Linked DNA regions of Cricetulus griseus: region 2 is linked to region 1. A link is a contact called in public Hi-C data. All regions are on one chromosome and are shown on one strand. The core of a region is the stretch at or near the end of the contact, and the rest is flanking DNA. Distances in the headings are between cores, read along the strand shown.

Evidence for each region. Hi-C and Micro-C count contacts between places; a contact is called where the count stands out from the background.
Region 2: a Hi-C map of fibroblasts shows a contact between it and region 1, with 6 times the contacts expected there. The contact joins two enhancer-like sites. A contact is called at or near these places in 5 of 8 Hi-C or Micro-C datasets (the CHL-YN cell line, the CHO-K1 cell line, the CHO-S cell line and 1 more).

Annotation. Positions count from the first base shown.
Region 1 is chr6:11,642,684-11,645,383 of CriGri-PICRH-1.0, reverse strand. No RefSeq gene overlaps it. Among named protein-coding and RNA genes, the nearest start is that of Ube2v1, 140 kb to the left of the region's middle. Within about 2 kb of position 1,348, at least 4 of the 6 cell types and tissues checked have open chromatin away from gene starts, as enhancers often do. A contact at or near this core is called in the CHO-K1 cell line and fibroblasts, where this site is marked.
Region 2 is chr6:11,699,849-11,702,548 of CriGri-PICRH-1.0, reverse strand. No RefSeq gene overlaps it. Among named protein-coding and RNA genes, the nearest start is that of Ube2v1, 80 kb to the left of the region's middle. Within about 2 kb of position 1,273, at least 2 of the 6 cell types and tissues checked have open chromatin away from gene starts, as enhancers often do. A contact at or near this core is called in the CHO-K1 cell line and fibroblasts, where this site is marked.

The DNA.
Region 1 (2,700 bases), core at 99-2,598:
ATTCAGGGTTGGTTCTGAGCTAGGCTGCTGCACATGGTGGGAGAAACCAGTTCCTGAGACCAAAGACAAGACCCGTGTGAGCCCAGCCAGGCTGTGGAGCTGCACATGTGGATGGCAGTGAGTGACTGCAAGTGTCTGAGCAGAGAAGGGACGTGGTGTCCACCATGGTGGGTGGGCAGGAGGATGCTGCCGCAGTGCCTGGCGGCTGGCTGCACACTGCAGCCTGGAGAAGCAGGCATGGCGACCAAGCTTCTCGTTGTGGTTCATTGTGGGCTCTTCGACCCCCAACGCAGCAGGTCCATCTTAGGTCAGATATGAGTGCAGGGCCTCCAGAAGACCTGGTCCCGCAAAGAAGGCTTATTCCCCCTTCTTGTCTGTTGAACAACAGGGGTGCAGAGACCAGAGACATCAAACTACTACGCCCAGGGTCACACAGCCAGGAATCACACAGGAGGATTTGAACTCTAAAATCCAGCTCTAACCCCACCTAGCCTGGGTCCCTATGATATATATGAGTGCTATACCCATTCTGTTTTATTGGATGGTAAACTGAGGCCATGGGAGATGGGGTCACGGCTATGGGATCACACAGCAGGCACAGGGAGCGAAGCTTTGTCCAGATGCGTCAGCTCTGGAGCCTGCTTTGTCCCTGAATAGCACAACTGTTTCTGTTCTTTAGATTGTCATCGGATAATGGGGTCAAAGATGGTGCCCATCTGCTGGGTCGCTAACCTCAAGCGGGGCTTTTAATCACATGCTCAGGGCTGGGCACTTAGTAGGTCTCTTAAAAGGGCGGGGGCATCTAAAGGTGGCTGTACATCAAAGACACGTTCACAGAGCTCACAGTGGGTGCTCAGGCTGCCGTTACCATGGTAACACCACTGGACCCAGCCCAACTGTCCTTAATCCGACTTCCTTCCTAAACTGCCTTCCAGCCAGTTTTCCTGACTTCAACAAATTACCCTGAGGGGGTAGCTTAGGAGTGGGGGTGAGAGTGGGGAAGGCAGTGTGGAGACTGAACTCTGGATGGCGAGACCAGATCTGAACCCTGGATCCTCTGTGCCACCTCTGGCTAATGCCTTGTCTTCTCTGAGCCTTGGTTTCCCTCCTCATCTCTCAAGCCTGAACCAGGCTGCCCGGGAGGTGCCAACTTCAAACAGGGCCAGGGGCTGTTGCTCTGTCCCCTTGGCTGACAGCTCCCACTTCCCGCCTCCCGAGCTTTAGGCTGTGACGAGGAGACAGCCAATCTGTTTACTGAACCGGCTGACCCCTTCCGGGAACACAGCCCAAGCTTCCCAGAACTCGGGTATTAATGACCCGAGCCACATGACAGAGCATGACACAGCATTTTTGGGTGCAAGGCAGAGCCCAGAGGGGTGCGTGGGGGCTGTGGCCAGCCTCCAGCCTGGCCAGAGGGTGAGTCACCCCAGCCTGCTGCAGCTCCCATCCTGGCCACTGGTGTCCTCCCGCAGCCCTCACGTCCCACCTGGCCAGGGCAACCCAGGACCCCTTGACCTTCGCCTTAGTGTCTCTGCAGAGGTTGTGGGTGCCCAGAGCTGCCCTCTGCGACCACAGCTGAGCTGTGCATGAGGCCCTGGTCTCCCTCCAGAGCTGGGTACCGGCAGCTTAGCCTTGCAAGAAGGCGGCAGATGTGGTCCTTGTTTGACAGATGGGGAAACTGAGACTCATGGAAAAAGGACAAGTTTTGCTGAGTGTGGGGCAGGCCTGGATTCACCTCAGATGAGTTCCTTTTACAGTGGTGGAAACAGAGGCATGGAGTGCCCAGGAGCCTGAACCCAGCAAGCTCCCAGATCAGACCTGCCTTGGGTATGCTGCACAACTGGGCACGTGGCCACATGTATTGTGCCTCAGTTTCCCCTGTGGAGATGCTTCCTGACCTTGAGAGTCCCTGAGGACAGGTGGAGCATCTAGCTGAAGGCATCCCACTCAATCAATCACCAGCCCACTCAGGCCCCACCCATGGGTACCCTGAGTCACCTCAGGGCAAGGTGGGGGTAGTGGTTTTTACAAGGCTGGGGACCAAACAGGTGTGGGGTACAGAGGGGTGCCCCGTGACATGAGGGGAGCCTCCTGGTTCCCAGTTCCATAGCCAGCCAGGGTACATGGGGCTGGAGGTACTCTTTGAGTCTCTTTCCTTTATTGTACAGCCATTGTTTGAGCACCTTCTGTATACAGGTCTCTCCACTTGTTGGGTGGTGGCAGCTACTGTGGGGGAGGGGACGCACATGGATGGCACAACATTTTGGCCCCAGACTAGGACCATGGCGGACACACAAGAGGATGGCAAACTGGGCGGTGAAGAAGGGCCTCCAGAAACGACTTGGGTGGGCACCAGGTGGGCAGTTTCCCAGCAGGAGGCAGTGTGCATAGTCAGTGGAGAGGCCCTGGGGAGGTAAGGGACTAGGGTAATTAGGAAAAGTCAGTGAAGACGCTGGTACTGCAGGGATGGTGACAGTGTACAGGGCCAGTGCACAGTGAGCGGCCACCCCATGCGATCTGAGGGCAACAGGACTCATATTCTCTACCCCCAGCACCGGGACATGGCCACCCTTGAGGCCAGAGAGAGGTGGGGAGGAGAAGCCAAGTGTCGGGCCCGTGTTCAGGAGTCCGCTGAGAACTGGAGGTGAGAGACGGCCACGGCAATGGCATAACGGAGTGAGCAGGCCTGTAGCCAGAAGC
Region 2 (2,700 bases), core at 24-2,523, 57 kb before region 1:
GCACACCATACTTGACAGTTCCCTGTTACTGTCTTCTGTGGCTTCCCATGGCAGCAAACTAAAATCCAACCCCCTCCCTTCTGCCTGGGGGCTTTCATGCGGCCTCCAGCTCTGGCCTTCCCTCCTGTCCTCTGAGACTTGCTGCATTGTTTCTTTTGCCTTTTCTGACATGAGGTCTTTCTACATTGCTGTGGTTGGCTTTGTTAGCCAGCAGGCCTTGAACTCATGGCAGCAATCCTCCTGCCGGTGAGTGAGTACAGACAGAGATCTGCACCGCAGCAGCTGGCTTGACCTACTGTTGTTTTGGGAACCTTCTGCCTGTGGCCCAGCGCTGGAGCTCCCACCGGCTGTGCCCTCTCAAGCTCTTCTTGCACCAGCTCTCTCCTCCAGTCGAAGCTCCAAGTTCTTGCCCAGCGGATCAGGGAGGCCCCGTCCTCCCCAAAGCTGAGCACCTCTCCTCTCTAGTGACAATTGATGGTTTTTGTTTTACCCAGGAGACCTTGAACTTACTACATATCTGGAAATGACTTTGAATTCCTAATTCTCCTGCCTCCACCTCCCGAGTACAGGGATCACAGTGTTTACCACCATGCCTGGCAGCTGGCTCCTCCCCTCCTTACCTCCCCCCCCCCCCCCCGTCCCCGTTTGATTTTTATACTTTACTTTCTCATTTTGTTTTTAAGGACAGAGTCTCACGTAACCTAGATTATGGTTAAATGTCCCCCTGCCTCAGCCTCCTGAGTAGCTGGGATTAGAGCTGTCTGTCTACCACCCAACTATTGCCAGAGCTTTACAAGTGACCTGGGCCCACTTCGGCAGGGGTGAGGAGGGCTTGGGCCCTTTCTGATCCACCATGTCTCCACCTCCATTTATAGCGAGAAGAGTTTCTGGGGTTGTGGCTCAGTTGGTAGAGTGCTTGCCTAGCATGAAGGAACACTGGGCTTGGTCCTCAGCACCCTGTAAACCAGGTGTGGCGGTGCACGCCTGTAATCCCAGCACTCAGGTGGAGGTGAGAGACGCAGCATTCCAGGGTCATCCTTGGTTACATAATAGGTCCTAGGCCAGCCTGGGCTACATGAGACTGCCTGAAAAAAATTTTTTTTTTCTCTCTCTAGGTTGTGGGGAGAGTGCTGCTCCCCAGGCTCATGGGCAGCCGTCAAAGCCTCTAGCTCTGCTGAGCTCCCGACTCACCCAGTCTCCACCCCACCCTCTGCCACAACAGGAGCAGCTGAGTGAATCACCCATGAGTCCTCTGGCCTCCAGCTGCTCTCTTGCTCCCACCCCAGCCCTCCTTCCATTCTCTGTGTGCTCCAGACAGCCTGACGAAACATGAACTGCATCGTGACCCTCCTCTGCTGCCCAACCTCCCATGGCTCCTACTGCCTCAGAGGAAAGATTAATCTTCCACCCTGCAGATCCTGCAACATAAACTGGGAGACTCCTCCTCCTCTTCCCTCTCTTGTTGCCCTCCCCTTCCCATCATGCTTTCCTGTCCCTTCACTCTCTTCCTAGTCTCCTCCTCACCTTGCTCCCTCTGTCCAGCTGAGGTTGCCTTGGTTCTTCCAACACACCCCACTCCTGCTTGCCCCAGGGCCTTTGCATGACTTCCTCCTCCACTGACATGCTTTTTTCTCTCCTCTGCATCTAGCTGGGTCTCTGATCAGGAGACCCTCGAGTGGCAGGTCCGCCCCAGACTCTTTCTTAGGTCCCTGGGCCCACCTCCACACTGCCATCTAGGGTGGTTGCTATGGGCTCTAGGTGGGGCCCCTGGGCTGGAGAAATGCCTGTGAGAACAGGAGTCTCCTTATCTGGGAGCAGGGAGGACATCAGGGGGCAGGCGTTCACACTTGGACGTGCTCACAGGCAGAGAGCTCCTAGGAGTCCCCAAAGCCTGGCTGTAGCTGAGGCACTATCCCGTCAGCACTGCCTGTGCCCCCCCCCCCCAATTCTCCCCAAAGCAGGTCCTCAGCGAACTGCATCCCACCCAGTCCTGCCTTAGGCAACTCTGCTCCAGCAACCTGAACAGAGCCCCCTCCCCCATTGGAGGTGGGGCTTTCTGGGTGCTCCCCACCTTCTGATTTAGGACTTGTAGCCCTCTTTATGGACCCCCACCCCGGCCTAGAAGACTACTTATTCAAAGTTTGACCCTCAGCCTAGGATGCATGGCAGGGATCCTGCTAACTGTGTTTCTGGTGTGTTCCCGGTACACACCACAAGGCTTGGCATGCACTGTCTGTTCAATAAATGTTTGTTGAATGGCTAAATAAATAAGCAGCTGGGTGAGCTGGAGATTGGGAACTGGACATGAGCAAGGCCGCTGGTTCTACCCATCTGCATCTACGCCCATTTCTTCATGCTGCCATGATAGCTGCCAGAGCACCTGCCCTCTCTTCCACTTGCAGCCAAGGCCAAGGCAGGAAAAGGTTCTTACATATCCACTTGAGAGTGGAGAAGTCATTCCCAGGGGATGCCGGGGCTCTGGGTAGAACTGTTCATCTGACTGGACACCCCTGCACTCTGGGTCTAGCCTTAGCTTATCTGAAGGGTGAGGAGAGGGTCACGTTTAGCTTAGGGAAATCATTGAGGGTGTCCACACTCACTCAGAGGATCTGGCTGGCCCCATGCTGTGGGACCCCCTACACAGGGACATTTCCAGTGTCCCTGGAGCTGAGGAATCCCTGCCTGTCCTATGTTCCTTGG